Regions from separate parts of the Mus musculus genome. Here region 2 is linked to region 1. A link is a contact called in public HiChIP or PLAC-seq data. All regions are on one chromosome and are shown on one strand. The core of a region is the stretch at or near the end of the contact, and the rest is flanking DNA. Distances in the headings are between cores, read along the strand shown. Region 1 overlaps Nars2 (asparaginyl-tRNA synthetase 2 (mitochondrial)(putative)). Region 2 overlaps Gab2 (growth factor receptor bound protein 2-associated protein 2).

Evidence for each region. HiChIP or PLAC-seq counts read pairs in DNA pulled down with a chosen protein or histone mark.
Region 2: an H3K4me3 HiChIP or PLAC-seq map of bone marrow-derived macrophages shows a contact between it and region 1, with 2.9 times the contacts expected there. The contact joins two enhancer-like sites. A contact is called at or near these places in 4 of 484 Hi-C or Micro-C datasets (the G1E-ER4 cell line, bone marrow-derived macrophages, myocytes and 1 more) and 1 of 115 datasets of contacts at active chromatin or transcription factors (bone marrow-derived macrophages).

Annotation. Positions count from the first base shown.
Region 1 is chr7:96,969,656-96,973,844 of GRCm38.p6, reverse strand. Nars2 (asparaginyl-tRNA synthetase 2 (mitochondrial)(putative)) reads right to left here. Exons shown (of 14, transcript NM_153591.4): 5 at 283-363. Among named protein-coding and RNA genes, the nearest start is that of Nars2, 20 kb to the right of the region's middle. Within about 2 kb of position 2,009, at least 28 of the 459 cell types and tissues checked have an H3K27ac peak or open chromatin away from gene starts, as enhancers often do. A contact at or near this core is called in bone marrow-derived macrophages, where this site is marked.
Region 2 is chr7:97,171,262-97,175,382 of GRCm38.p6, reverse strand. The region is part of intron 1 of Gab2 (growth factor receptor bound protein 2-associated protein 2); the gene reads right to left. Among named protein-coding and RNA genes, the nearest start is that of Gab2, 92 kb to the right of the region's middle. Within about 2 kb of position 2,787, at least 73 of the 459 cell types and tissues checked have an H3K27ac peak or open chromatin away from gene starts, as enhancers often do. A contact at or near this core is called in bone marrow-derived macrophages, where this site is marked.

The sequences.
Region 1 (4,189 bases), core at 760-3,259:
CTGCCTCCCTGGTTCCCTTCCTGACTCTAAATACTCCTCCCTTTCTGATTTCATTGACATATATACTCCATGAAAAAGCAAACAGAATGCTAAGTTAAAAATTCACCCCTTCTAGCTCCAGTGGAATAACAGGAGACGGGAGCTGTGTGAATGTTGTTCAAGGATTACTACTGAAAGCTTCAGGTGCTAGCCATGATCTTCAGTCCACATAACCATTATTAAATTTAAAGTAAATCCTTAAAGAAAAATATTAAGCAGCGGTAAGAGGGGAATACAGCTTACCTCCACTTGAAAAAGCTCTCCGGCCCCCTCACAGTCGTTGGATGTGAGTACTGGGGTATGAATGTGCACAAAGCCATTGTCCTGGAAGAGAAGGAGAACTCTTCAGTACATCTGTATGTGAAAGAACCCCAAGACCCAATGCTGTGTTTTACTATTAAAATGGCACCAACATCCTGCTGTCATGCAGCTCTCCACAACTCTCCAAATACAACACGGTTCAAAGATCAGGCAAGTGGGGTTTTTTTTGTTTATGGGTGTTTGAGAGGGGTTTGCTATGGAATGCGACAGGCTGGCCTTGAATTCTTGATCCTCCTGTCTCTCAGCCTCTTGTGCTGGGTTTATATGCATTCATTATCATACTTGGAGAGTTGAATGCTTAATTATACTTAGAAGCATACAAAAACTTCAAATATATAACAGACTTAGATGTACCTTGTCTAACTACTTAATTTCAAAAATAAGCAATCCCTATTCTAGAGAGATCTCCTGAATTTCCAAGTTAGGCAACTAGTCAGTAGCTAGGCCAGGGGTAGAGCACAGGCTCTTTAGCGATGATCTCTCTCTCTCTCTCTCCCTCCCTCCCTCCCTCCCTCCCTCCCTCCCTCTTTGTGTCTGTCTCTGTGCCTGTCTGTCTGTCTGTCTCTCTCTAATGCTATTTCTCCTGCTCAGTCCTGACATAATGAGGATAATCTTTCATCCAAGGCTATTGTGGAATGGCATTGCCCACACTGCTAACAGAATGCCAATGAACAATATGAAGTTATCTTGAAATGAAGCCTCAGCAGTAAGGAGCCATCAAGAAGGAGAAGATAACGGCTGATAAAAAGGGACTAAAGAGGAAGAGGGAGGAAGGTCTAACAAGTCTCTGTCACTGAATCGATGGTACAGTGCATACTGCACATGACACAGGCAGTGATCGTACTTCCCCTGCCTATAGAACATTGTGAGGGGAGCAAGCCCATCCATCACAGAGGCGCCCAACTGCAGTCCTTCCGATCAAAAGTCTGCGACTATTTCCATTAGTGAACCACAAACGCTGTTGCTAGCAGGATTGAAATAACCCATCACCTTCAAGGTTATGCTTCTCTCATTCTGACTATGCATGCAGGCAAAAGGTTACATTCAGAATGGATGTGGCAGGATGGAAGTGCAGACAGCCAAAAGAAACTTTACAGTATACAGGCAGAATGCTATCTACTTAATGCAGAACTTCAGCCTTGAAATCAATACAATAAATTCATGCATCTGCATCCTTGCCAGGTTCTGCCTATCTTGAGTAGAACGTAAAAACATCTTTAGGCATAATCAGAGGAAGACCTTCCAAGTATGACCCTCTCTGAATTCAAGAGTTCTGACCACAAAAGAAATTATTTAACCAACAACTTACATAGATATGGACTGGTTAAACATTCAAGATATAAATTACGGCTTCCAGAAATTATTCAAATATGCACTTAACCTAAAAGCAGCGTGCTTAAAGGTGCCGCACACAGCACACTAGAAAGGATCAATGAAACACAATCAATACGATTATTGCATAAAAACTGTATTTCTTATGAACCAAGAATTATGGACATGAATCATTTATTCCATGTGAGTGCAGGCAACTCTGAGCATGAGCACAGTAAACAAAGAAAGGAAGTGAAAAATCCAAAGGAAACGAGGGTGGGAGAAGAAACGTAACGGCCGGCCGACTACAGTTGCCAGCTCCAGCGCTGGGGAGCTGCCGTGTGAAGCAGCAGCAGATGCGAGGTAAACAACACGGAGCTGACAGAACACGGGCGTCAAGCTGCTCCAGGAGGCCATCAGTTTGCAAGTTTTAATGCTGCCAGCAAAGCTCACCAAATCCATTACCAACGCTATAACAGGGCAAACCCAAAGTTAGGGCAGTACAAGCAGCACAAGCGAAGTCTGAGGAAGACAGTGGGCGAGAAAGGCAGATCCGACGAAGAGTGAGCGCAAGGGGAGGTGGATGCGCAGTGTCCGCCTTGACTGAGCCAGTGACTGAGGCCTTCCCAGGACAGGGGCAGCCGGACCGCAGCCCCAGTCTGCACAAAATCATTTTTGATATTCAAACCAAAGAATGACTTAGATGGTTACAGAATCCTAGCTTAGAATAAGATTCAAATCCCCAGTTTTTACTATATTAACAAATTTGATAGGTCTGGAATTTATGAAATTTTAACATCTTTTATAAGCTTACAGTAATAAATCAAAGAAACAATATCAAATACTAGGTAATATGCAACCATTATTAATAAGTACAACAATGGCCCTTTTTGTGGGTTTCTGAGACATAATCTTACTATGCAGCCCTGGTTGAAGTGATAATTACTAACCACAACTTCTGGCAAGCCTGCCTCAGTGTCCTTAGTACTTGAGATTACAGCCATGAACCAACACACTCTGGCTCTAGTGACTTCTTGAAAATATACATTTCAAAGTGTCATGTACACAAGCAGACACCACAAAATGAAACATTAGGATTATATGTTTTTAATATAATTAAAAACTTTAAAGTGAGAAGCTGGGGAGATGGTTTGGCCAGTGCTAAGAGCATGCTTGTTCTTCCAGAGGACCTGGGTTCGAGTCACTACACCTACATGGTGCTCACCAACATCCCTTTCTTCACTCTGGTTCCTGGGGGCCTCAAGCCACATCCTGGCATTCGAGGCCTTAGAATGCATGCGCTGCACACACATACATACAAGCAAAACACACATACACATCAAATATATATTTTTTAAAAACTAAAAGGTAAATTTACAGCATTTAAGTGTCTTGACTTTATAACTATTAACAATGCTAAAATTACTTCCAACCATTTAATTGTTTTTCTTATGTCAGATTTTTATAGTCTGCTCTATATTTTAAATTATTTTCAGATTTTATGAAAGCTCAAAATAATAAAGAAATATACAAAAGTAGGTAAAGTTTACTTGTCAGTGGATTGATGGCTTGTCAATAGCACCATCTAGTGGCCAAAACTATATAAAACTGTTCTAAAGCAGGTCTCTTCTCAGTTATTTAAAGTGTGGGACACACACACACACACACACCACCACTGCCGCCACCCTTTCTCTTTAGCTCTAGAGAGATTTTATATTTGTCTGGGTCAAGTACTATTAAAAGTCATATAAAAGGTGAATAAATAAATTTAGGAGATGACATGTAAATAGGCCCTTTTAAAGTATAATGGGATAAAATTGCATACTTATAATTTACTTTCCTCTGTTTAATCAAAACTATTTGCCTTAAAGCTATGATGCTCTTTGGTAGTCTTCCAGAAATGAGCTCTAGTGGACCTTTCCAAGAAGCAAGAAGTGTCCTGGTGAGGCAGAACGAGACTGACACAGGAAAATAGCACAGGCTTTATCTACTGGCTCACCACTGTCCTCCCACAAATATGACCAAAGTGGGAGACTGGATCCACCCTCTTCTCTGAACACTGTCAAGGAACTGTCAAGAGTCTGCAGAAACAAAATGGCTGCAGTTCAAAGGGCAGAATCTCAGACATGTGGGAACCAGATGGCTAGAGTGCTGCCCAGGTGTGTCAGGTACAGAACTGATTAGCACAAGACAGAAGAAACTATGCAAAGTTGTGAACAGAATAGTCCACAGAGATTGGCAGAGACAGGGACCAGTATTTGCTTGTTGGCTGGATGCTCACACAGCCAGATAGAATAATCAGGAAGGCTTGCCTCTATCAGTGTGGGGCAACCACTTTGGGAGTCAAATGACCCTTTCACAAAAAACACAGATATTTGCATTATGATTCACAACAGTAGCAAAATTACAGTTATGAAGTAGAAACAAAAATAATTTTATGATTGGGGGGGTCACCACAACATGCAGAACTGTATTATAGGGTCACAGCCTTAGGAAGGTTGAGGCCTAGACCATAACA
Region 2 (4,121 bases), core at 1,538-4,037, 200 kb before region 1:
TCAACTTGATAAGTTTACTTTTGGTCAATGTGCCAATTATATTCATTATATAAAACTTGTAAGATACAATTGAGACAAAGGTATTTTCCTTCTTTCGTCCAGCTGTTTCTTGTTTCTGCTGGAGAACAAGGACACGGGTGTACAAAGGGTTTTCTGAAGCTGAAGTTTTCTCCATGTCCTGTGTGTCAGCTTCACTGGTAGCTTCCAGTCCTAAGAACACACATATGAAGTTAGCAGGATGTTGAACTGATCATTCCAGTGGTGTCCTGGGTGGTCTTTCATGGAATTCTAACCTAGAGAACAAAGCTTTAGTTTGTCTGGCCATTTGGTAAGCATTGAATTTCTAGTGTTAAATTCTTGGTTGTTTAAAAAGTGTCTGGAGTGGTTTTCATTTTCTACACCGATCCTGAAGTATGAAAACGAAGAACTAAGTCTGAGTGATGGAAAAGAAGACATAAAGTTTTACATTTTGGGGGTTTTCACTCCAAATGCACAGTAAGTACCAAGTAATTACCTAATCCTCCTACTTTAACTAAGTACTGGGATAAGGTCTGACCTTAAGATATAGTGGTTTGCTTTGAGATAGGACAGACAGTTGTGTTCACAACAAAAGGGATGGTCAAAATGAGAATATATATATTGCATGTTAAGCATATTTACCTACAAACCCTTACCCTTCCTTTTTCACCCCTCTTCCTACTAGTCCTCTTTGTTCATTCTCAATAGTTTAATTTCATGTCATAATACTATACATAACTTTACATAAAATCCAGAAGCTGAAAATGAGAGAAAGCATGTGTATTTGTCTTTCTAATATAGATTTAATTTACTTAATATGATTACCTTCAGTTGCATCCATTTTCCTGAAAATGATGTGAATTGGTTCTTTTCTATGGCTGAAAAATTCCATTATGTTATATACCCATTTTCACTATCCATTCATTGCTCTGTTGCTAAATGTCTAGTTTGGTTCCATAATTTAGCTATTACGAATAATGTTGCAATAAACAATGTGTTAAGTATCTCTGTAATATGCTGACTTTGGATAAATACAGACAGCTGGGTCCTGTGGTAGATTTGGCTTCTGTTGCCACCACTGCTGCTACTGCCACCTCTTCCTCCTCCTCTTCCTCTTCTTTCTTTCTTTTTTTCTTCTCTCTCTCTCTCTCTCTCTCTCTCTCTCTCTCTCTCTCTCTCTCTCTCTCTCTCAGAGTGGAGAAAGAGGAACACTCCTCCATTGTTGGTAGGATTGCAAGCTTGTACAACCACTCTGGAAATCAGTCTGGAAATTCCTCAGAAAATTGGACATAGTACTACCGGAGGATCCCGCAGTACCTCTCCTGGGCATATATCCAGAAGATGTCCCAACCGGTAAGAAGGACACATGCTCCACTATGTTCATAGCAGCCTTATTTATAATAGCCAGAAGCTGGAAAGAACCCAGATGCCCCTCAACAGAGGAATGGATACATAAAATGTGGTACATTTCCACAATGGAGTACTACTCAGTTATTAAAAAGAATGAATTTATGAAATTCCTAGGCAAATGGATGGACCTGGAGGGCATCATCCTGAGTGAGGTAACCCAATCACAAAGGAACTCACACAATATGTACTCACACAATATGTGGATATTAGCCCAAAACCTAGGATACCCAAGATATAAGATACAATTTGCTAAACGCATGAAACTCAAGAAGAACAAAGACCAAAGTGTGGACACTTTGCTCCTTCCTAGAAATGGGAACAAAACACCCATGGAAGGAGTTACAGAGACAAAATTTGGAGCTGTGACAAAAGGATGGACCATCTAGTGATTGCCATATCCAGGAATCCATCCCATAATCAGCTTCCAAACGCTGACACCATTGCATACACTAGCAAGATTTTGCTGTAAGGACCCAGATATAGCTGTCTCTTGTGAGACTATGCCGGGGCCTAGCAAACACAGAAGTGGATGCTCACAGTCAGCTATTGGATGGGTCACACGGCCCCCAATGGAGGAGCTAGAGAAAGTACCCAAGGAGCTAAAGGGAACTACAACCCTATATGTGGAACAACAATATGAACTAATCAGTACCCCGGAGCTCTTGTCTCTAGCTGCATATGTATCAAAAGATGGCCTAGTCAGCCATCACTGGAAAGAGAGGCCCTTTGGACTTGCAAACTTTATATGCCCCAGTACAGGGGAACGCCAGGGCCAAAAAGGGGGAGTGGGTGGGTAGGGGATGGGGGGGTGGGGATGGGGGACTTTTGGAATAGCATTGGAAATGTAAACGAGGAAAATACCTAATAATAATAATAAAAAAAAAGAATCTCCATTCTGATTTCTATAATGACTGATCTAGTTTATATCCTCTTGAGCATGTATAAAGGTCCCCTTTGAGTCAACACATGTTTTAACATCATGCCAACATGAGGAGCTATTGTGCTTGTCACACACACACAAAATCTCTCTTCTATGTGTAAAGTTCTCAAGGTAAGAAGGGAGTGTCTGTGCAATTGGAACGGGACAATGGAGGACCTAGGCTACTTTAAAGCAGACTAGACTCACAATGGACAAAGGAGTGGGGGCAGAGGCAAAAAAGGGAAATATAGTAGCTGCCACCATAGCCTCACTGAGACAGCTCTGTATCTCCATTGCCATTGTTTATAACTCTGAAGACACCATCCAGACCTAATTAATGAAAGTGTCCATTGGGCAGGGGAAAACACATACACATGCCCCTCCACACACAAAAGCACATTTGTGTCAGGAGGCCTCAGAGTCTGACACACTGAGGACTTGCCTCCCCCATCTCCCCTAGAAAGGCAGCTTTACTAGTATTCCACACAAAAGAGGCTGTGGCAGAGAAGAGAACAAGCTTTCTCCAAAACTGCTGACTTGATTCATCCCCAAGCTGACACAATGTGGAAAGGAAAACTTCAGGAAATGGGTAGATTATGTCCAAGAAAAGATTTCCTGCAAGTAGTTAACAGGAAGCTAACATGAAAAGCAGTACTAAAAATACACAGGCTATTGGAAACAAGCCGCAAGGGCCTGCCATTTCAACAAGCGGCTCAGGAAGTTACCAGGCCTCCCTGCACTTTCATCTAGTGAGGTCAACCTAACATGGGTTACTTACCTAGATAAGCTTATTGGGGGCCCTTAGTGTGATTTAAACTTCACTGTAGGCTTTATCAGTTCTCAATGTGTTTTAGGCTATTCACAGGGATTATTATAGCCCCGAGAGAAGGTAAGAGTCTCAGTGCTTCACACACATAGTTCAACTCATGTGATGAGAAATATGAACCAGTAGAACAAACAACCCCTATGTTCACCTGGATGTGGGCTCAAAAGGAATGAGCCTCACCTCCAATGCAGCTAGGAAAATCTGTATAGAAGGGACAATGAAGTGCACGACGTCGACGTCTATCTGCACTTAGAGATCTGTGTAAATAGGGAAACTAAAATGTGACATCAGGAGGACAGAAGGGAGCTGTTAGGAAGTGATTATTTGTAAATTTTGAGGAAGAACCTTTCTGTGAGTAGTTAAAGGCAGATGTTTCATGTCCAGCTCTTTCATGCTCTTCAGTTAGAGCAGAAACTTAAAGATAGAGTTGGTTTTCAGAGCCATCTCTTTTGCTTATACCTACAAAATCCTAAAAGTCTGCTAAATGTTCATGGAGCTCCAGCATCTGTACTTTCCCCTGTAGTACTGAACACAATTTTAAATGGAAGGCAGAAGGAACAATGTTGAACTTTATTTCAGAGTTGGCTTGGGACTGTGGAGTCCTCAAATGTCCTCAACACCCACCTTCACCCTAACCTGCCCCAAAGGTACATTCCTCATCTTGTATCTGCAGTTTGTATACTTAGAAGTTCTGTACTAAGGTAAAACGTACTACTAAGCATCGTGCAAACACACAGAGACATTATGGTAAGTAATTCTTCCAAGATTAAAATGAATAGTCTGAGAACAAAAATTCTTCAGTGGTATATTCTTTATACCCATCAGGAGACAGATGTAAAGGCCAAGTGGCAAACAAAATGTAGGTGGTCCAGTATGATTAGAGTCTAGGGAGACTGGGCAGGGTAAACACCAAGGTTTTCACAGTGGGTGATCTTTCTTTTGCTGTAA